4 separate regions of the Mus musculus genome follow, and regions 1, 2 and 3 are each linked to region 4. A link is a contact called in public ChIA-PET and HiChIP or PLAC-seq data. All regions are on one chromosome and are shown on one strand. The core of a region is the stretch at or near the end of the contact, and the rest is flanking DNA. Distances in the headings are between cores, read along the strand shown. Region 1 has its middle 22 kb from the start of Lrrc8d. Region 2 holds the start of Gm32276 (a long non-coding RNA gene). Region 3 overlaps Lrrc8b (leucine rich repeat containing 8 family, member B). Region 4 overlaps Lrrc8c (leucine rich repeat containing 8 family, member C).

Evidence for each region. HiChIP or PLAC-seq counts read pairs in DNA pulled down with a chosen protein or histone mark. ChIA-PET counts read pairs in DNA pulled down with a chosen protein or histone mark.
Region 1: a contact with region 4 is called in a BATF HiChIP or PLAC-seq map of CD8 T cells, with 5 read pairs. The contact joins two enhancer-like sites. A contact is called at or near these places in 1 of 15 datasets of contacts at CTCF or cohesin (CD8 T cells), 3 of 115 datasets of contacts at active chromatin or transcription factors (CD8 T cells, astrocytes and embryonic stem cells) and 2 of 9 other capture datasets (adipose tissue and liver).
Region 2: a CTCF HiChIP or PLAC-seq map of CD8 T cells shows a contact between it and region 4, with 7 read pairs. The contact joins two enhancer-like sites. A contact is called at or near these places in 2 of 15 datasets of contacts at CTCF or cohesin (CD8 T cells and the NIH/3T3 cell line), 7 of 484 Hi-C or Micro-C datasets (the G1E-ER4 cell line, Sertoli cells, bone marrow and 3 more), 9 of 115 datasets of contacts at active chromatin or transcription factors (the 230-238 cell line, CD8 T cells, the HPC-7 cell line and 5 more) and 3 of 9 other capture datasets (adipose tissue, liver and pancreatic islet).
Region 3: an RNA polymerase II ChIA-PET map of effector CD8 T cells shows a contact between it and region 4, with 32 read pairs. The contact joins two enhancer-like sites. A contact is called at or near these places in 1 of 15 datasets of contacts at CTCF or cohesin (the G1E-ER4 cell line), 3 of 115 datasets of contacts at active chromatin or transcription factors (bone marrow-derived macrophages, effector CD8 T cells and embryonic stem cells) and 2 of 9 other capture datasets (adipose tissue and liver).

What each region holds. Positions count from the first base shown.
Region 1 is chr5:105,674,551-105,680,419 of GRCm38.p6, reverse strand. No RefSeq gene overlaps it. Among named protein-coding and RNA genes, the nearest start is that of Lrrc8d, 22 kb to the left of the region's middle. Within about 2 kb of position 3,124, at least 22 of the 459 cell types and tissues checked have an H3K27ac peak or open chromatin away from gene starts, as enhancers often do. A contact at or near this core is called in CD8 T cells, where this site is marked.
Region 2 is chr5:105,651,259-105,656,734 of GRCm38.p6, reverse strand. Gm32276 (a long non-coding RNA gene) reads right to left here and starts at 5,429. Exons shown (of 5, transcript XR_389458.3): 1 at 5,346-5,429; 2 at 396-519; 3 at 1-66. Within about 2 kb of position 1,849, at least 86 of the 459 cell types and tissues checked have an H3K27ac peak or open chromatin away from gene starts, as enhancers often do. A contact at or near this core is called in CD8 T cells, where this site is marked.
Region 3 is chr5:105,440,551-105,446,220 of GRCm38.p6, reverse strand. The region is part of intron 1 of Lrrc8b (leucine rich repeat containing 8 family, member B); the gene reads right to left. Among named protein-coding and RNA genes, the nearest start is that of Lrrc8b, 28 kb to the right of the region's middle. Within about 2 kb of position 2,935, at least 92 of the 459 cell types and tissues checked have an H3K27ac peak or open chromatin away from gene starts, as enhancers often do. A contact at or near this core is called in effector CD8 T cells, where this site is marked.
Region 4 is chr5:105,554,885-105,560,456 of GRCm38.p6, reverse strand. All of the region lies in intron 2 of Lrrc8c (leucine rich repeat containing 8 family, member C), which reads right to left. Among named protein-coding and RNA genes, the nearest start is that of Lrrc8c, 38 kb to the right of the region's middle. Within about 2 kb of position 4,061, at least 51 of the 459 cell types and tissues checked have an H3K27ac peak or open chromatin away from gene starts, as enhancers often do. A contact at or near this core is called in CD8 T cells and effector CD8 T cells, where this site is marked.

The sequences.
Region 1 (5,869 bases), core at 1,875-4,374, 120 kb before region 4:
CTCTGACCCCTGCTGTATTTAAAGAGAAAGTGAGACAAAGGGGCTGAGAATGTCAGCTAGTACTTCTTTACTAGTCTGGGAAACATGCAACTGAGCCCTTTCTCTGCTGATCTCAGAGATGCCCAGGAGACCCTGCTCTCAGCTCACCTCCTGCAATGCAGCACCCTCACCTGGCCACTGTCCCTTGACTCCTAATGTAGCCTATCCTTATCTAACCTCTCTCACAGGCCAGAGGTGGATAATCAGCTGAAGTCTCAAAACCTGTCCATAGCTTCCTCTGCAGGTCTTGTGCAGCGGAGCTGACCACTCGCTTGGGAACTTGCCAGCTCAGTGTGTCCTCAACCATGGCACAGTGACGATCTCGTGTTCAGAGACTAGTCATGGTGTGTGCCTTTCATAACCAACACTATTTATTTTCAAAGGCCATCTCCACAGAGCCTGAGACCATGCATCTCAACACCAGCCATAGCATCTGCTAGCCCAGTAAGGGAGGCACAGAAGCTTCCCGTAGCTCAGTTGTTAAGAGTACTGGCCTAACATGTAGGAAGCCCTAGGGCTAATCCCCAGCCCAGCCCTGCATAGAAGAAACACACGGGTGTGTGGTCCGTCTGCAACAACATTCCACAGAGACACTTGTGTATCGGGTTTATTGCTCTTTGTTCCACCACAGTCAAGATATGGAAATGGCTTCAATGCCCAACTGCAGACAGTTGAATAAATAAAATGTGGTACACATGTACAATGACTTTTTTCATTCTTGATTTTTTAACTCTGAGTCTCAGGCAGCCCAGGCCATCCTCAAATTCTCTGTGTAGGTGAGGATGGCCTTGAGAATCTTCACTTTCTGCCTCAACCTCTGCAGTGTTGGAGGTACAGGAACTAGGAACCACACCCAGCTTATAGGATGCTGGTGACTAAGCCCAGAGCTTTGTCCTGTTAGATAAGCGCTCTCCCAAATGAGCTACAGGCTGGTCCCTTAACAGCAGTTACTCAGCGGCAAGACTGTGGATGTCCTTTTCAGGAAAAGAAACGAACCCAGCTGTCACTGTGTTAACGAAACATGCTAGAGCCAGAAAGACAAGTAGATTTGAAGAAAGACTGTTTTTCTCATATGAAAAAAAAATATTTACACATGGATGACATAAAAGAGGGGATGCTACGCTCTCCGGTCGAGTCAGCTGGACAAGCCGAAAGGCTTAAAAGTCACTCATGAGGCAAAAGAGTTTCAAGGAAGCTCTCCTCCTGGAGTCTAGCGTTCTCTACCCATACATTAATTTTTCATTCCCGCGCTCCATTCCCGCGTTAGTCTAGTGTATAGATTCCATATACAGGAATTTACAATGGTTTAGGAAGTAGATCGGGCTGTGGTTTTAGAGTATTGCATTATTCATGAGATGGTTAGCTAGAACGGAACTCCCTAGTTAGAACCATGACTTGGGTGTGAAAGCCCTTGCCCTAGGAGTGAAAAGCTCTCACACCTGGCTTCTAAGACTATAGCTGACCTTAGATAGGGCTGACTTTGTCTCAGTTATTTTTATTGCCCAGTTCCTGTCAGTCTTTGCGTTTTCATTCCTCTGTTCTCTCCTGTGTGTGTCTGTTTGTTGCTCATCCACGCTTTGCCCACCCGTGTCGAGAGACCCTGTTCCACGCAGACACAGGGACCCAGAGAGTCTGCGGCAAGGGGACTCTTTTTTTTTTTTTTTTTTTTTTTTTTTTTTTTTTTTTTGGTTTTTCAAGACAGGGTTTCTCTGTAAAGCCCTGGCTGTCCTGGAACTCACTTTGTAGACTAGGCTGGCCTCGAACTCAGAAATCCACCTGCCTCTACCTCCCGAGTGCTGGGATTAAAGGCATGCGCCACCACTCCCGGTGAAAAGAGGGGACTGTTTAGGGATGAATCCAGAGGAGAAGGAGGAGGAGAAACGAAAGAGGTTGGCTTGGAGGGTAGTTGTGGGCAGACATGAGCAACAGGAACAATAACAGGAACAAGTGATAGGCGGTAATGAAACTTTTTTTCAAGGCAGGGTTTCTCTGTGTAGCCCTTGCTGTCCTGGAACTTTTGCGTGCTAACTAAAAAACTTAATTATGTGGTGCATGTCTTTAATTCCAGCAATCAGGAGGCAGATCTCTGAGTGTGAGGCCAGTCTGGTCTGCATTGTGAATTCCAGGCCAGTCGAGCCTACCCAGTGAGACCTTGTCTCAAGCAAACAAACAACCAAAAGCTCCAAATCCCAAATAATGCTCTAAAATAGGGGAAGGGGAGATGTGCTTCTGGCTGCAGATGGAGCTTCAGCATCCTTGCCCAGCACTGACAAGACCCCGGGTCTGAACAACAAAAGGTGAGCTTAGGAACTCAGACCTTCAATTCCCTGGAGTGCAAGTTAGCTTTTCCTACGTGGAACTGACTTAGTTTTCAGGAAAGGCAAGCTAATATTCTATGTTTCCTACTATCCCCAAGTCCTGAACGGTGTAACATACCAAAATCAGACAAGGCAGCAGCCATGTGTCTCAGTACAAAAAGTCAGCCCCCGAGCTAGCAGCTTGAGACTGTAAACATATGTTACACCAGAGTTTAAGTCAGTAACCATAAGTGACATTGCTGGGGATGCTCTTTTCTAGATGTTCTGAGGTAGAACTGACAAAACCTGTGTACTTAAGATGCACACCATAATGATTGGATGCCCACTCTGCACATTGTGAGATGATTGCCACAACTAAGTTAACCCACTATCGCTGTATACACCATATCACATGTATGTGTGCAAGTGCATAAGTGTGTATACATGTGTGCACATGTGTGTGTGTTTGCACACATGTGTGAACATAACTGTATATTGTTAGCATAATGTGCACATGCATATGTTTGTGGGTATGTGTGCACGCTTGTATGTGCATGGTGTGTCTGAGTGTGTGTGTGCATGTGTGTGTGTGTAAGATACTACAGGACTGAGGACGTAGCTCAATGGTAGAATGCTTGCCTAACATGTATGAACCCTGAGTGTGAACCTCGCAGGAAACAACAACAACATCTACTCCTAGCAAGTTTCCTGTAAGTCCCAGCAGCAGCACTAATTATCATCTCCATGCTGTGCATGAGAGCCTCAGAACTTACTTATTTATAGCTGATGTGGTCATACCTCATGTCTCACACCTTCAGTCTCTGGCAGCTACCATTCCACTCTATGAGTTTCACTCTTAAAGTACTTTTCATGTACTTATTTTTAGACTGAGTCTCAGGCTTGCCTGGAACTTACCACATAGCCAAGGGGGACCCAATCCTCTGGCTCCTGAGTGCTGGCATTCTAGGTGTGTGCCACAGTGTCAGACTTATGTTCTTCTGGTGATCAAAAAAAGACTGTGTGTGTGCTACTCGGGCTCCCTATCTGTCTCTTCGGCCCTTTCTTAGACATTGAGTTGTCTCCGGAGTGCCTGCTGTGGCCATATCGGTTTATGCGTCTCTATCTCAGACTCTTCCAAAAGTCAGATGTCATGTGTCCAGACTGTAGTCACATGACAGCTTCACTAAGGCTGAAAAGTATTCTCTTGAATACATTGAAGGTTCTTGCCCACATAGGAGGCTGCTCAAATATTCTAGGGACGTGGGCTTGGCTCACTCAAGGAGAGAGAGAACATGGTAGAATCTGAAAAGCTTTGATGAACCAGCCTTAGGACTCACACACAATCCTAGCCATGTTCTGTTGGTCCCACAGACCGGCCTTGACATGATGTGGCAGAGAGCTCCTCTATGTGGGCCCTGGGGATTGAGCAGTCAATGGTCAATTTTCTTCTGTGACCACATAAGGTCAGAGGTCATACATGAATCAGAAACATAGACAAAACTTTCTTTTCATTTGGGGCTAGTGAGATGGCTCAGTGTGTAAGGGAGCTTGCTGCCAAGCCGGACGACTTGAGTTCAATCCCCAGGGCCCACACAGGAGAGAAGCAATTCTTGCTAGTTGTCTTCTGACCTCTACTTTGATGGCCACGGCCACTTCACTTTCCAAAAGTCTGGACTAATCCTCACTGTCACTAAAGGGGGTATGAACTTTAAAAAATATATTCCTTTTAAAAAGATTTAATTAGTTTATGTCTGCGTATGCATGTTTTCTATGTATGTATGCATGTGCACCACAGGTATATCTGGTGTCCACAGAGCCAGGAAGAAAGCATCAAATCTCCTGGAACCAGAGAATACGAGCATTTAGGAGCCCACGTGTGGGTGCTGGTAATCGAACCTGCATCCTCTGCAAGAGCAGTAAGTGCCCTTAACTGCAGATACCTCTCAGACAACCACTTTTTAAAAAGATTTATTTATTTGTTTGTTTGTTTGTTTATTTATTTATTTATTTAATGTATATGAGTATGCTGTAGCTGTACAGATGGTTGTGAGCCTTCATGTGGTTGCTGGGATTTGAACTAGGTACCTTCGGAAGAGTAATCAGCGCTCTTAACTGCTGAGCCATCTCTCCAGCCCTCAAACAGCCATTTTTAATATTAAAAAGAATTGGGGAGAGTTGAAGATGTGGCTCAGTTGCTAGAGTGTTTGGTTAGTGTTTGAGATGCCCTGGGTTCAATCTCCAGCATGACACGAACTGGGCATAAGAGTACATACCTGTCATCCCACACTGGAGTGGAGGGCTGCAGGTGGGAAGAGCAGAAGTTCAAGGCCATCCTCAGCTCGACCGCAAGTTTGAGGCTAGCCTAGATTACGTGTAACCCTGACTCAACTCAAAACCACAAACCCAACAAAAGCAGGATCTGGGGAGGTGGCTCAGTGGGTACTGCACTTGCCATGCAACCCTGAGGACTACAGTTTAGAGCCTCAAGGTTGTAAGAACCCACAAACAAAGCTGGCTTGGCCTGGTTAGCAACTAGGAACATGGCATCTCTGGAGCAAGCTAGGTAACCATGCTAGCCAGAGTGGTGACTCTGGATTGAGCTGGGGGACTCTGCTTTGGTCTATAGTGCCAAGCGTAGCCAAGGAAGGCATCCGAGTCAACCCCAGGCATCCACAAGCTTATACACCCACACGAATATACATGGATCCACACACGTGTAAGCATGCACACACACATGCACACACCACACACATCCATACGTAAAACAAATCAAAACAAAATGTTTTCATAGCCTCCATCTCAAGTCGGTGTTCTGTATGTATCTGCGGACTGGTGAGGCAAAATGTAGGGGCTGATGAAGATGACCGTCCGGTTTCTGCCAACCCTCAAATCTTATGAATTCTTTAACTCTGAGGCCATTTTCCAGCTGCAGTTTTACGGTACCTAATCATCTCCACATAATTAAAACCAGCTCTGGTTCACTGCTCCAATTCCCCAACACTGGGAGGCATTTGCATTACACATGCATATAACAACCCCCCTCGATTAACATTCAGAGCTTCAAAAATCCCTTCCTGGAAGTCATCTTTCCCCATTGTCAAAATGAGGTCTGCGGAACCTACATGCCATCCTTTAAAGGTTTTGCATTTGGAAGTGTGAGTCATGTCTGCGTATAAAGGCAAAATTAGAAATTAGACACACTCCTGTTAGCCACATTCTCAGAGGAGGGGGCACCCAAAGGCTCTTGGAAAACATTTGTCCATGTATTATCATATATTGGATTATGATATTAAGTTCTGAAATGTTGGCACTAAGCACATGTCTGGTAAGATGCATCAGGTAAGGGTGCTTGCCCCTGGGCCTGACAATCTGAGTTTGATCCCCCAATGTCCACGCAGTGGTCGGAGACCACTAGCTTCCCATGCTTACATGAGCACAAATGCACACATACACAAATAAAATGTAATACTCTTTTTGTTTTTGTTTTTCAAAACAAGGTTCCTCTGTGTAGCTCTGGCTGTCTTGGAATTCAC
Region 2 (5,476 bases), core at 600-3,099, 98 kb before region 4:
TCAGATTTGCTTGTAGAACTGGAGTGGGCCACATTTGGCATCAGAAGATGAACTCTTAAAGATTTCCTAAGCAATGGTACAAAGTTATAAATTCAATCAGCAATTTGTGAGACAGTGTCTGCCAGTGCATATCTGTGTGCGCATGTGCTTGTATGTGCATCTGCATGTGTATGCATGTAATTTTAAAAGATATTTGGTGTATTGCAGAGGGAAAAGTTGATCAACTTCACAATATTGAAAGTGCGTTTACATTTAACTTATAGCTTAAGTTTTAAAGACTTTGTGAACAATGTAGCATAATCACATTCTTAAAAATGCACCCCTTGACCTTGCACCCAGATACCATTCCAATTGGAGACTCTCAGATGTGGTGATATAATTTAAGGATGGATTACCTATATTGCTGGTAGATTTTTGTGGTATATGAGACAGTTCCTATGATAACCACAAGGCTTTCTTTTCTTTCAGTGATGATGTAAAAATCGGACAATCAAAGATCCTTAGATGGTTCCTGGAGACCTGTTTCAAGGGTTGAGAACTCATATAATGAAATGTATTAATATAATGAAAAGTCTCAGTCATTTATAAATTATATTAAGGTAGTGCTATATTATAGTCATGAGTCACCATGTGGGTGCTTGGAATTGATCTCGGGACTTCTGGAAGAGCAACCAGTGTTCGTAACTGTTCAGCCATCTCTCTAATCCTCCCTCCCCCCCAATTTGATAGATTTTATTAGATAAAGATAATAAACACAGTTCTGATGTCTTTTGAGTATACAGTCTAGCTGTGCAGAGGAAAAAAAGGCCAAATAATATAAGGAGCTATTCCAGTAATACATAAATATGTTAGTTTAATTTTTAAAAAGATTGCATGCACAAGAAAACAACACATATGTGTTTTTAAGGTTATGGCTTTATAAGGTTTATGGTTTTAAAGTTATAAAGGTTAGCCTGGCATAGATGCCCCAGCCCTTCTAAGTCAGTCCCTAAGCAGAAGAGGAAATAATAAGAAAAAGATGTCAGAGAGCAGGGAGAGGTCACTTCAGGCCAATTCAGTGTCAATCGCCAAAAGGCACAGATAGAAGATGCAAGGTCTAGGGCAGACCTGTGAACAAACCAGCCAGAGTGCTGGAAGCCACAGCTGTCAGTCAGAGTCAGAGGGAACTGGCAAGCCCTGCTAAATCAGACACCTGGCGGTCCTCAGTCTCCATGACAACGTTGGGAGCAAGCTAAGAATTCAAAACCTTTTCTAGTTGCATGTCTATTAGATTGTGGGTGGGATTCTAACCCACACAGCCCAACTCTAGCACTGGAAAGGAAGTTCTAGGAGGGTTTGCACAGGGCTTGGAAGCTGGGTGGACCGGAAGTTTCCTGTCTTTCACTGTGTGCGCGAGTGCTAGAATACCTGAGCGTCTACACCTTAGCGTCAGTGGTCCAGCTGGCATAGCCTTGTGTGAGCTGTACTGCTCAGTCTGCCCAGGGTCAGTGACGTGGCTTTCAGTAGGCCACCCTCCAAGCGCTCCAATTTTTGTAGATCATGGCTCTACACAACTTGGGAGATTGGGAGGACATTCTTAACTAGAGGCCACCAAAAATCAGACTTTGAAGGAAGACAAATCCGGCCCGAGGTGTAGGGTTCGTTATCCAGAAACGCTGGAGGAGAAAACCTAGGAGGTAGAGATTGCAGCGTTGTGTGGCAAGGCAGAGCATGGGGTGACAAGGGGGCTGTGCAGATCTGGGAGTGACTTGGTGCCAAAAAAGTCCAGACAGATGGAGAGAGATCAGTCAGGCCTAGAAAAGATGGTTATTGTTTCCTTGCTGTTGCCATATCGCTCGTGGCCACTAGAGGGCTTCCCCGCCTCATCTGGAATCCACACCTCAGCTAAGGTTTCCCAACCGTGCTGCGTTCCAAATCTAAGCCAGGCTGGCCCGTGGGCCCCTTGCTTAACCCAAGCTGGGATTCTGAACCAATGAAATTTGGGGTGCCTCTCACTGGAGTGACAACGAGGCTGGGAACCAGGAGTCAGATGCAGGGGTGACAGAATATGTGGCAGGGTCCACAGTGGCCTGGGGCAGCAGGATAAAGGGAAAGGTAGCTGCCTTCCAAATACCAGCAGGGGCCAGTAAGCAAGGCTTGAGGGAGGCAGAGGTTCTAGAAATCGCTGGAATCCTTTCCCTGCGAGGTGGGCTGTTCGACCTCTCTGGTCGTTGATCATAAGAAACCCTTTCTTTCTCCGGTTTGCTAGCATGGAGGAGCTGGGCTGAACGGCCCGGGACAGCAGACCACAGCCCATTGAGCAATGATCTCTGGGGCTGTTTGTGCAATGTGTGTGGTGTGCTTGGGGGGGCATGCTACAGACACAAAAATTCTAAGACCCAGGCTGTGGGGTGAGAGGGTCATCTCTCAGCCATTTCCTTGGGCAGAGAAGTTCACCATAAAAGTCTAGGTATGAAGTTGTCATTCCCCCTAAAGATGTAGGGTATGGCCTTTGTCTCATGTTCTCCAGCACCTTTGTCTCCTTAAAAAGATTTATTTTTATTTATATGTGTTAATATGTGCATGTGTGTGGAGTGCCTGTGGAGGTATCAGATCCTCTGGAACTGGAGATATAGAACTGTGAGCTGCCTGATGTGGATGCTGGGAACTTAACCCTGAAGTAGCAGCAAGTATTACTTCTTAACATTGGAGCCATCTCTCTGTTCCCTCTCTGACCCAATCCTCCAGCATCTCTTTTGGCCCAGCCTTGATCTTAGTGGACAGACCTTCCACAGTAGAGAGCTGCCTGCTGCCTGCTTCACCTGTCCCCGGGCAATTTCTCTTTCTATCTCTGTCTGGATGTTGTCCATATCTCTCAGAGGTTAGATCATGCTCTCTTATTCGGCTGTATCCAGTTTGGCCCTGTTTCTGTCTGCTGCTCATACTGGAAGTCGGATGGTGGTTCCAGTGGCTACATGAATGATTTAGGGATCGGCAGGAAGGAGATTTGTGTGTGCATTTATATATGTTGGCTGGGCGGGGGTGGGGTGGGGTGGGGGGAGTGTGTGTCCTGCTTCTCTGAGGGCTCAACTCACATATACTCAAAGACATTGGTTAAACTGAAGAATGAATGTCCCAGATGCCAAATCTATGCCCACCCTAAAAGCACAGGGCTTGTCATGGGCTTATACCAGTTGCTATGAGCACGTCCATTGAACACACACTCTTATTGGAGCACAAATATGCAAACTCTTTAGAATATATGTTTTCATTTTCCTTTTTAATTGAGATGTTTCTGTAAGAGCAGTTCTCAAGGACTTAGGTACTCATTTAAGTTGGAGGCATTTCACTGCGTGTACACCTAGTATACAAGATGGCAGCTGTTCCTTAGACACAACTGTTCATAGTACATCAGGCTGGTTCCTGGTCTTCGTTTCCACCTTCTTTTGCCATCTCGTGACACTTGTGATCTAAGGCTGGATCTCTCTCTCTCTCTCTCTCTCTCTCTCTCTCTCTCTCTCTCTCTCTCTCTCCTTCCCTCCCTTGTCCAAGTTCTCCCTACATAGTCTGCAAAGTTTTGAACTCACTGTGTTGCCTAGACTGGTCTTGAGCTCTCTGTAATCCTCCTGCTTCAGCCTCTTGGGTGCTAGGGTTACAGGCCTAGGTCAGCAAGCTCAGTTCAAGCAGTTTGCTCTGGTCCCATCCAGGCACATTACGTTAGAATTCCTGGGCAGGACACAGGAGTTCTTGTATCCCACCCTTGCTCATGATCCCAAGCCAAGTGGTCCCTAGAGCATCAAGGAAGGTAGGGTGCTGGGGTGGCCTTGGGTTCTTGACTTAATCTACTGGCTGTGATGGGGTTCCACAAGTGGGCTTACAAATGGCTGACATAGAGTTCTCAGTGTTCCAGAGGCTGGGAACTCTAAGACTGGGTGCCAGCAGGTTTGGTGTGTGATGAGGGCCCACTGCCTGGGATTCTACAATGCATTCTCACTGAGCTCTCTGGAGTCCATCTCCCAGTCCTTAGTGATTCTCGCTCCATGTTCTATGGGCGGATCCTGGTCATATCATTGCTTCTGGGTTTAGGGTTCCAATGTACAATTTCGAGGGAACAAATAAATTTTTTTCTCTCTCTAAAATGTTGAGTTTTAAGAGTTCTCTGTGTATTCCAGACATAAGGCCTCTGTCAGACATCATTTGTAAATGTTTCTACCACTCTGTAATTTGTCTTTTTGATCCCTTTTACAGGATTTTTTTCCCCACAAAGCAAATATTTCTAATTTTGATGAGGCCCAGTGTATAAATTTTTCCATTTATGGGTTGTGCTTTTTGTCTTGAGTTTCAGAATTCTTCTCCTAGACCCTCATTCTTTTTTTTTTTTTTTTTTTTTTTTTTCTGGCGACTTGTTCCTTTTTAGCAGTTTCACAGTCCCAGAATTCTGTTTCAGTCCAGGATCCATTCTGACTCTGGTGTGTAAGGTGGGAGGCTCAGAGTGAGCGGCTCCAAGCTGTTGAAAGGCAGCCTTTCACCCATTGGCTCACATTCACTCTTTAGTCAACACTCAGAGGGACTTCGTGGGTCTACATCAGAATACGTGGTCATTCCCAGCGTATCCAATGGGTCATCCACTATGTAACTTGGGCTGGCTGTACCTCCCTTCCCGAGTGCTAGGATCACTGACGTGTGCACTCCCTACATATTTCTAGGTTCTGGGCTCTGTTCTAGTCATCTTGCCTGCTCTCCACTCCGCGCACACTGTCTTGATGCTGTGGCTACATATAAATGTCAACATTGAGAAGTGTGATTCTAGTTTTCTCCCTGCCCCCACTCCAAATTGGCTGTTTCTACGGCTGCTTCCTTTCCACATAAATCTGTCTAACCCCGCACAGAAACCTGTTGAGATTTTGACAGGAGTTGCTTCAGTCCGGGTCAGTTTTAAGAAAGGACTGTTTGTTTTCGCCCAGCCCCGGAGCCTGACCCTAGGATACACGGTCCCGTCCAGCCAACACAAACACCTTTCTGGTGCAGGAGAGACTCCACGTGGACCAGCTTTGGCAGTGTAGACCAGCCTGTGAGCTCTGTTCTGCTTACAGCCCTGCAATCCGAGGAGATTCAAGCCCACATCGGCTTCTAAAGGGCTGGTGGAAGCTTCCTGGGACTCAGAAGGTGTCTTAAGGGAAAGGACACTGACGGCTCAGAACAATGCCGTGAAACCCAGAGATTCCGTTCAGTAAAATTGATCGTTGTCTCTGCTTTGCTGGAGAAAGGGACATCTATTGGATAGGAGGCTGGACAAAGCGCTGTGAGGAATTTTGTGAGGAGGAGACATGATGAAAGCCGGTTTTGTCAAAAGACTTCGGACTTACCTTTCTGCTCTCTAGATACCATGCCCTCTTCTCCAGAGTCCGGAACCACTCCCTAGGCACCAGAGCCTCCTCTTCCTGTGGCCTTTTCTATACCACAGCCACTTCCTCCTGGCCACGCCCTGTACTCCTGA
Region 3 (5,670 bases), core at 1,686-4,185, 110 kb after region 4:
TTTATGTTATCAGGGTCCTTCTGTTGATCACCCCCAGAGTACTTGGGCAGAGTAATTTGAAGAATTGTGCTCATTTTCCTTTGCTGCACAGAGTTTGCCTGTGGTTTGTCTACCTGAAGGTTATTTGCTCTGCCCTCTTTCTGTCTCCATCTGGTATGGATGCTCTCTGTGGAAATCACTGAGTTTCCCGCCACCAGGCCCAGACACTAAATATGTGGTGGGATAAATCACAGCCAGTGCCCGTTCCACTGTAGGAACTAAATCTGTGCTATTCTTTAGCAGTCATGTCACAATCTCCGTGGTTTGACTTAATTTTTAACCACGCCTCCTATCTACACACCCTGAAGAAACTCCCAAGGCTCTGGGTTCTCCAGATGACTTGCCTGCCTGCCTGCCTGCCTGCCTGCCTGCCTGCCTGCCTGAGGGAGAGCTGGGGTCGCTTCCTCACCTGCCCTACCCTTGTTTCTGGTTCCTGCTCCTGCTTGGTGTTGGTGGACCCTGCCCTCACTCACGTTTCCTTTGGTTATTTTATCTCAGTATTTTATCTGAGTTTGAATTGGGAAGCTTTTGTTTTGATGATTAAACCTGGTGAATGATCTAAGCCTACCTTTGTCCACTGAGCATCCGGCTGCATAACTTAACATTTAAGGTGGGTGTCATAGCCTACTTCTCCTTCAAGGCTATTGTCCCTCCCTGTCCCTATCACAAAGCCCGGTTTCTCCACTGCCCAGGTTTCCCGGATAGTCATAATGACTGACTGCATCCATTACTCAGTTTAATGTTTTTCTGGTCAACTAGATTAAGTGTGTATGAATTACTATATAATCAAATCCAGGAAGAAACTATTATACTCAAAACTCATATCAAGAATGACATGAACATTCCAACCTTACCAAGAGATGTATTGTATTTAAGTAGTTGGTGTTACAACTTTTCCATTTGATACCTCAATAGTACATGTTAGGAAAAAACATTGTGACGTTTGCCTTGTGAAATGCGGACAGCACAGAGGTGGCCCTTGATGATTTAAGTCATTAAATTACAACTGATTCAATTCAAAGGCCAGTAATTTCACACACATCAGCGTATGAGTAAGGTAGCTCTCAGGGAGGTGCAGCTGATGAAGAGCTCTCCTTTCAAGAGTGATGACTCGAACTAGCTAGACTGAAAGTAAATCTAAAGGGCACACAGCTGGAATATAGCTGTCGGCAGCCTGCTGAGCAATAATGTGGCTCATTCTTCCTATTTGTACAAATGGCTTTGCAAGCAGGACCTGCCATCCAGCAAGCGCATGTGTCCCCACCCCTACCCCACCCGTAAGGAAAGCTCTGGGAACGCTGTATCAGGATCCTTTGCTTTCATGTCTACCGTAAACTGCACGGTGACTTCTTGATGCTACTTAATGAGAAAAAGGTCTTTAAAGTCAATGATCTGCATGACACAGAATACGGGCTCCAAAATTTGAGAAGAGTTTTACACTAAAGGGATTTGCTAGTAAGAATTAAGGGCCAGCCAAGTGCTGGGCCAGAATCCTGTGCCTGACCACTGAGGACACACAGCTTGTTTGTTTATAGTGTAGCAACCTTAATTAGTGTTTTAACTTTTTATTATGGGAAATTCCAACCACACACAAAAGCAGAGTGAGCATACCAGAGCCCACATGCCGACCAACAACATCATAATCACAATGCCCACCCTCTCTGAGTCATCTGAGTCACATTCTAGACATGGCTTATATTTCAATGTCTCCTAAGTAGACACCTGAAAAATATAACCAAAATATCATAAATATACCTGATGGTTTCCTATAAATATTTAACAATCTTCTGGAAAAGTGGGGCGGAGGGGGCTAGGCTTCAGAGACTTTGCTATATTCCATGGTATAAATATTCCCACTAAGGGTAATGTCAAGCCAACAAACATAAGTGCAATTGAGATGCACATATAACAAATGTGTCAACCTTATACAACACCTCAACTCTGCAGAAACACTGAGCATAGTTTATTTTATTTTATGTATATGTGCACCGTGTGCCCAAGGACAGAAGTAGTCAATGCATTTCCTGGTACTGGAATTAGGGATGGTTGTGAGCTGCCATGTGGGTGCTAGGAATTGAACCTGGGTCCTCTGGAAGAACAGCTAGAGGTCTTAATCAATGAGCTGTCCCTATAACTTAGTTTTTTGTTTTTTGTTTTCTTTTGTTTTAATGACCATTTAACAAGCGGCTTGCAAAATTCCCAAAAGCTTAGGTATTTTTGTAAAGATTTATTTATTATTATATGTAAGTACACTGTAGCTGTCTTCAGACATACCAGAAGAGGGTATCAGATCTCATTATGGATGGTTGTGAGCCACCATGTGGTTGCTCACATTTGAACTCAGGACCTTTGGAAGAGCAGTCAGTGCTCTTAACTGCTGAGCCGTCTCTCCAGCCCCTTAGGAGATTATTTTGATAAGCATGAGCACGTCGGCATTAATACCCTCAATTCACACTGAAAGAACTAATAATCCTTGACTCTCACCAGCTGTCCTCTGACTCTCTGTCCTCTCCCCTCTCTCTCTGAGGTAGAAGAGTCAAGCAGGAAACAGGGGAATGCTGGGAAACCACACCAAGGCGGGAGGCCCTTGAGCTGGCTGTGCGCGGCTTCCTGTTATAAACAGCCTGCTGTCACTGCTTCTGGGGGGCTAAATGAGATGCCCTCACTCACGTTCATCTCCATTTCACCAGGAAATTTTAGCTGTGCTTTTATCTTGAAGAAAAACAGTTTGCAAAGGAGCAGAAGGGGGAAGTTGGAAGTAGAAAACTATATCCACGCTGGAGCCCATGAGCTTAAGCTGCCAATGAATTCTAAGCTGAAGAAGATGGGCTATGATGGGAGTTTGCAAAAGCCGTCCATTATGTTTGCCCTTTAGCAACCACCACAGAGCATCGGGTGTGGAGGGGCAAGGGCAGACAGTACAGCTGTGACCTTCAGCCTGGAAGGTGCATGCTGGGCCATGACCCCACCCTAAGCTTACTACATTTAAGCAAAGCTCCAAGGTCCAACCAACCATTTTTTTTTTTTATTGTAAACTTTATTTTGTTTTTCTTTTAAAAACCATACTAGGTGGTGGCGCACACCTTTAATCCCAGCACTTGGGAGGCAGAGGCAGGTGGATTTCTGAGTTCCAGACCAGCCTGGTCTACAGAGTGAGTTCCAGGACAGCCTGGGCTATACAGAGAAACCCTGCCTCGGAAAAAAAACTAAAAAACTAAAAAAACAAAAAAAAAAAACAAAAACAAAAACTGTACTAGGAAGATTTATAACATGATAAAATAGGAAAAAGCAAGGGTCCTGCATGTGCTTTTCTTGTAGGTCTAAAAAGGATCGGCCCCTGCCTGGCCACACCCACATGTTTTCCAGCAGATCCTGAGCAGATGATGTCACCCACAATTACTCTAGCGCTGCAAACTCCCCTTTCCAGATCCCATGGCAGGAAACCTCTCTGATCATTCATATATATATATACCTATACACACACACACACACACACATACACACACACATATATATGTGTGTATGTATATGTGTGTGTGTATGTATGTATATATATATATGTCAAGACCTAATTATTAGTAGGGAAGAGCCCCATGGACAATTAGTTTTTGTAAAGTTTGCTGATATAATCACTGACTAAATTCCTTGTGTGAAAAATGTCTTGGGAAACTGAATGCCATCTGGGTAGGCAGACTGTATGGTGGGGTGGGAAAGGGACAACAGAGCTCAGGGGCCTGTCTGTGTCTCTTCTGTGCTCTGCTGTGTATATTGGGTGGGTCCTCTGAGCCTACCCATAAGGACAGAACAGCTGCTGCCGTTCCCCTTCAGGAAACTGTCATAATCCACTGTGATCGTGTCTCTGAAAACACCTCTGAAAGTGAGGTATACCATTCCCTGTATATGCAGAAATGGTTAGTTGTATAGGGAGACAACAACAACAACAACAACAACAACAACAACAACATCATCTATTGCTTTGGTCCTGAACACAGGAGGAGAATACTCTCAAAAGGAAAAAAAAAAGGGGGGGGGTGCAAAGAAAAATGGTGAAGATTGGATGGTGTTCATAGCCAACAAACAAACCAGGGGGGATATAAGGGTAATGCCATGTTTTCTATCAGGTCAGAAGTGGGTGAACTGAGGATCGACAAACGGGATTGCTAGCATTGCCGAGGCGCCCCCAAACATTCCTGTTGTATTAAATAATGAAATTAAAATTCGAGATTCAACACGTGATCCCCTCTTCAGATAAAGCTGCAGGCTGATCTAATGAAGTGGTTATCATTCTGCATTGGACACTCTCGGAGGCTTTGCTTCTCAGTGTTACATTCTGCTTTGCCAAAGCCAATGGATCACTTAAAATCGGCTGGCAAACATCTACTGAATCATGCCAGACACCACTGAATCCTCAAGGGACTTGAGATCTCATCACGTTCCGAGAGAGAGAGAGAGAGAGAGAGAGAGAGAGAGAGAGAGAGAGAGAGAGAAGAGGAGAGGAGAGGAGAGATCTGGATTTACCAACGAAATATCACTCTACAAACTACACTCAGGTTCAACCAGAAAGCAGCAGAGAGGCGTGGCCTGGGATATGATTAACACCATTGTAAATTTTTCTTACAAGAAAATGACAATTACAAGGGCTAGGGGTAAGGTTTGTGTTTTGTAAAAACAAACAAACAAACAAACAAACAAACAAACCTCTGAATAATCTAGGCCAACCCGGAGAAGGATTTTTATCAATCTGAGACCTTAATTCGACTTTGTGATAGTCTGTGAAAACAGCAGCTGCTGAGCCTGGTAAATCCAAATGAGATTATCAGGGCAAAGTCACAGAAATAGACAGAGAACACTTTGGATCCCAGCACTGGGACGATAAACACCAAGATAAAAACCTCACGAGAGGAGGAGGAGTTTTGTTCAAAATGAATTCTTTAAAGACTTGGCCATCACACGCAACAACCCTGAGGATTTACTGGAGAGGAAAGACACACAAGATGTACCAAGAACTTAACTTCCTTCTGTCGGCTGCTTCCAGTCAAACTTGACTGCACACAGTCACCATATGGACGCACATATTATTTTCCACAAGCACGCACAGCAATTTTAAACATCGCAGCTTTTTCCAAAAAAGAGGTCATAATAGAATAGAACTCTCTGTGCAGACTGCATTAAATAAGGAGACTGGCAAGGTCACTAACTTTGTGATCTTTCAATTCCTAACATTAAGACACCTAACAAATAAAGAATTTGTATTTTATTTTATTTTTTGCCTTCTAGATTTATGTTTCTTTGAGCACCCTGAATACTGACAGCCATGAAGACCAATTAGGGCCCACCGCTTCCCTGGGTTATAACCCCAAATCTCAGTGCATGCACTGACAATGTGAAGGGTGGCTGGTTGTGTTGTCACATCTGTGGGGCAATGGTGAGAGTCACAGGCTATTCTGCTCTGGTCCTGGGACTGCCGTGGTAATTGTCTAACCTGGTTTTTGTAAGATTGGAGAGAGGGTGGAGCACGTGTTGCTCTTACCCACGAGCCAGGTTTGATTCCCAGAACCCATGTGGTGGCTTATATCCATCCCTAACTCTGTTTCTAGGGCGTCCAACACCCAGTGCTGACCTCTGCAGGCA
Region 4 (5,572 bases), core at 2,812-5,311:
AATTTTTGTTTCTGTTTCTGTTGAATAAGATAAATTTAGTGGCCGGGCAGTGGTGACACACGCCTTTAATCCCAACACTCGGGAGGCAGAGGCAGGTGGATTTTTGAGTTCGAGGTCAGCCTGGTCTACAGAGTGAGTTCCAGGACAGCCACGGCTATACAGAGAGAAACCCTGTCTTGAAAAAAAAACCAAAAAAAAAAAAAAAAAAAAAAAAAGAAAAAAAGATAAATTTAGCATTGTCTATTCCAGAAACAAGGACAGGACTGAGCTGGCTGAGATGTCCCAGAGGAGGACAATAAATGACAGATTTTAGACTAAGACACACACACACACACACACACACACAATCACTAAGACCCAATCACTAAAAGTCAGCGACCCAGCAGAAACCAAGCAGCTTCATCTTCCAAATGTCTGTTAAATGAGTTCAACTTGCCCTCCAGATGTGCCGACACTAACCTACAGATGTGCCAGCGACACTGACTTTATACTGGGTCATCTTCCACCCAGCACCTCTGCTGCTCATGCTAGGTATTGCGTTCACGACAGTCTCATCCCAACCAGCAAACATGCCTTGGTGTCTTAGGAGTCAGTCAGCAGAAGTGACAATGATGGAGGCCAAAGGCCACCCCTGCCTCCTGCATCTGTCCAGATGCACTCATCTGTCCTAATCTCCTCACTCTGCCTGCCCATGTCTACCTAGGAACTCACTTCTGGACTGCATGGACATCTATTCTCTGGTCTGAGGACAATGATCCCTTAGATCTGTTTAGAGACAACTTTAACTGACATGTATATACTCATGGGCTCCGGGTCCTCAGACTTTTGAACTTTTGGTGGTACTTGGGCTTGAACCCAAGACCTTGGGCATGTTAGGCAAGTGCTTTACCACTGTGATACATTGCTGGCATAGCATAAACAAATTTTATGGCATAGCAAACCTCTTAGCTTTCTTCCTATAGTTATTGAGACATGTAAATTGTTGTAGACTAGTTATCTTGACATGCTACAAAAGAGAAGACCAAATTCTTCTACCAGACTTCTTGGTTCTGCTTCCTAGCTTCTCCAGATCTCCCATCCTCCCTACTGTTGCTAATTTCCAGGGACTGTGATAACTCCCTTCCTCCATAGACCAAGCTTTTAAGGTTCTCATGTGGGAGGATGGGCAACGTTTTTCTTTATGTGCTTGGCTTGTTTCTCTTTATTAGGAAGCTCTGCAGGTTTATCCATGTTGCCGGTCACTTCTCTTCTTCTCTTTTCCTTCCTCACTCTCCCTTTGCAGCATTTTAAAACCACCAAATGCCTGACACTACCCATCACCGAGAATCAAAGCTAAACAAGAAGTCAGGGCAGAAATATGGCCCTTTATTTTGCGTCTCAGCTCTTCACACCAATTCAAACCCACATATTTACCTGAGCCAGACCAGCTCTTGGGAGATGAGTCTTTCTTCAGAAAGGAGGAGATCTACATCCACGTGAAGTAGGTGTGATGGATACCTGGGATCCCAGTACTAGAAGAGCAGGGGTTGAAGGAGCTGGGTTGGCAGTTCAAGTAGAGACTCAACTCTGTAGAGTGTTTGAGCGCAGCTTGGGATATATGAAATTGTCTCAAAACGAAAATGAAAATCCAAGAATTGAAAAAAATAAAACCAAATATGTGATCGCCAGGGAATGAGGAAATGAGGTAGAAACAAGCTTGTGTCAGGGTTTCACAACTGGGGGTTTTTACAGCTGGGGGGGGGGTTCTCACAGCTGGGGGTTTGCACAACTGAGGGGTTTCACAACTGGGGGGATTTCACAGTTGAGGCTTAGAATTGGAATAGACTCAGATTCAGATCTATTTCTAAAAGTTTCTTGCCATATAAACTTAAGTGATTTTGTTTTTGAGGCAGGGTTTCACATAGCACAGGCTGGCCTCTAGCTACGTAGCTGAGGATGACCTGAGCCTCTGACCTTCCTGTGTCTGCCTGTGTGGAGTACCAATATTACAGGTATGTACCAGTATGTCCAGTTTTATGTCGAGCTGTGATCCCAGCACTCAGTGCACACTAGGCTGCACAGCATCCACCAAGCTACAGCCCATCTCTGATGAAACTCTTGCAACTTGCAATCCAAGTCCCAAGAACCAAATAGATCTGGGTGGGCGATGCCTCAATACGCTTCTATAGATTCACTACTTTTCTCCACCATGGCTTAACCTGGTGAGAAGGCCTGTAGCTGTTTTGTAACCAGCAATGAGATGTGTAACCTCCTCCAACATTTAAGCAACTATACCAACAGTGACCAGCCTGATGACTGCAGGAGAGCAGAGGACATCTGCATAGGGGAAGCATCTGATTAAACTGGAGAAAAATCTTGTAAGAGAATAAATGAGTCAGTACAAAGTGGACCAGCCTTACAGGCACCAACTTCAAAGAGAAAATGAAATTATTTGGGTTGCCCTGGTAACACCAAGAAAAAAATGTGGAAATGAGAGTGCAGGCTCTAACATTCACAAACCCTTCCTCAGCAGGAAGGTCTCTCACATCACGGAGTGAGCTTTACCATGGCAACATGCAAAAAACCCATATACACTGATCAAACAGAGAATACCCAAGGGCTGGAAGCCTGGCAGTGAAGACCGTACTGACGCACTGCCAACTCAGTACCTCACAAAGGCTTGCTGGGATCGAGTGAGATGTCCTTTAAAATCTTGGCCAGTTTTCAAAACGAAGAGTCAAGTATTAACTCTACTCACAACTCACATCTCCCCAGATATCCACTTATTCTAAAGCATTGGTTTAATTAAGGAAAAAAAAAGAAAAAGAAAACAAACCTGAAGGCCAGAAACCTTGTTGTTGAAGAAATGTTTTCCACAGTCTTGGGTATTGGAACATTTGGTCTCCCGTTAGTGGCACTGTTTGGGAAGGCTCGGGAGGCGTGGCCTAGCTGTCCCTAGGGCTGTGCTTTGCAAGTATCACCTGGCTTGCAGTTTGCTCTCTCTGGTTTGTGCTTCTAGCATGCTGCTACATTGCTGCCATAATGGACTCATTCCTCTGGAACAGGGAGCCCAAGTGAACTCTCTTTTCCCTAAGTTGCCCTGGCTATGGTGTTTAATCCCAGCAACAGAAAAGCAACCAAGGCAAACACCATTTGAGGTTATATGTACCAGGTCGGATTTTATGCCTTTGTAGGGGCAATAATGCCCCCCCGCCCCCCCCCCCCCGTTAGTAAGGCAGTATGCAGACCTTGATAATAATCACGCTGCTATAGTTCCACATTATTATTATTGCTATTATTATTATTATTGTTGTTGTTGTTGTTGTTATTAGTTCTGGCAAACAAACCCATGGACATGCTGAAAATTTACTCTATAATAGAATGAACACTCTCAGCTCCAGAGTTAGTCAGGTAAGACCCTAGAATCAAACTGGGTGGCAGGAAGACCCTCAAGTGGAAGTACTGGGGTCAGAATCCTGCCTCTGACCCTTGTAAGCCAGGTGAGTGGGCTAGTTAATCCACTTGCTTCTTTATCCTTAAAAGGTGGAAGAGAATAGTTCTTTTCCTCTGTAAGTGTTAGGAAGCGTGTGAGAGAGAATTACGGTATGTGCTAAGTGCAGTGAGCAGAAGGGACTTAATATTTGGCAGTAGAGAAGACAATTAGATTTGGTAAGTATGCTAGGGAGTTCACAATTTGAAAAAAAAATTGTCATTGTGGTAAGAAAACTTCATATAAGAGCTCCCTTCTCAGCAAGTGTTTAGCTGCGCAGTGTGATTTTGCTGACCGCAGCTGCAAAGTTCTATGACCAGGTTCCGAGAATGCATTTATCTTGCTACCTGAAACGTTCTACCCATTTGTGGTTTGATTGAGAACAGCCCCCGGAGGCTCTTGTGTTTGCACACTGGGTCCTCAGTTGGTGAGACTGTTTGGAAAGGGTTAGGGGGTGTGGCTTTGTGGGAAGAGGTGTGTCACTGGGGGTGGGATTTAAGATTTTAAAAGACTCATTCACTCCCACACTCTCCTTGCTTCTTCGTGTTCATGGATCCGGATGTGAGTTCTCAACTGTGGTTCCAGCACCCTGTTTACTGCCTGCTGCCATGCTCCCTGCCACAGACTCACACTCTGAAACCACAAGCCCCAAATAGACACTGTCTTTTGTAAGTTGCCTTGGTCGGTCACAATGTCTTCTCACAGCAATAACTAAGACACCAAGGCCAGTAACTCCCATTTGTCCCCTTTCCTTCTCAAAACCACCAACACGCTCTCTAATGCGGGGAATCTGGCTGCTGTAGATGTGCCATGCAACTGGAGTCATGAAGTATTTATCACTGTGTGACTCGCCCGCTTCTCTTCACATAATGTTTCCAGGGTTAATTGGTGCCATCACATAATGAAGATTTCACTTCATTTTGAAAGCCAAAAAGTATTCCATGACAGGTATTTTAAAAGTGACACATTTGAGGGGGTCGCCAGGGCCCACCCCTCCCTGAGGAGCTATGGGCAGGATTGTTTCTAGAGGAGAGAGACATTTTCTTCAGTGGTGTGGCCACTGCTAAATTGTCCCTGCTCCTGTAGGTTCCTCTTATCTGAGCCTCGTCAGCACCCCCAATTAAACTAGTTAAAAAATTGATATATTCATCTGTTGGTGAGTTATTGTGGCTACCGTAAGAAAGTTAATAATAACAAAACAAAACAAAAACTTTGAATCAGATCTCTCATTTTGCTAAGTGAGAATCTCAGGTCTAACAACAGACAATTCTCTTGTGCCTGCTAGGTGGCAGGCATTAAGCACAGTATTGTCGGGGTCCAGCCTCAACACAGGATCGGAGTTCTCGACTGGAAGCAGGGATATGTGGAAGGTGCATAATAAATATACACAGACTACTTTTGGGGGGTACAAGCTGACAGGCAACTTTTCAAGGCTTAAAGTTGCTCTCTCTTCTCTCTCATTCTCTACTCTCTTTCTCACTCATTCGCTCGAAGCCTGAAGCTGCTCACGCTCTGCATTCTCCTGTGTACTTTTCTTTTCACTGAGGTGTGTATGAGTGTGTACTCCCACACTCATACACACCTCAGTGAGTTCCCCTTTCACTCTCACACACACTTTTCACACATACCTCACACACACACCACATGCACTCTTCTTTCACTCACACACACACTCTCCATACACACCTCACATTCTCTCCTCACTCACTCTTCACATTCTCTTCTCATGCTCGCTCACTTTTTTCTTGCCCCCAGTCTTTTATTGACAATCCAAAATCAGGTAGAAAAAAAGACATTGCACAATCATTGCCAAATCAAATTCAAAAGAATAACCAACATCCCACAAAGATTCAAGAATTAAAATTGTTCCCCAAAGTTTCAAGCTTCCCTATTCCCAGGCCTATAGCCAAAATAATAGTAATTACAAACTTATTATTCAAACTTTAACTTTGACTTACTATACTTCAGAGCTCAGAGCCCCAAGGCCAGCTAACGCATTTTCTTGTGAAGCTCTAATGATAAATGGCATGGGCAAAGGTGCCAGGCAGTGGCCAGAAAGAATCAAGTTAACCCTTAACTCAATAGTTCCGCTAGCTTTCTGCT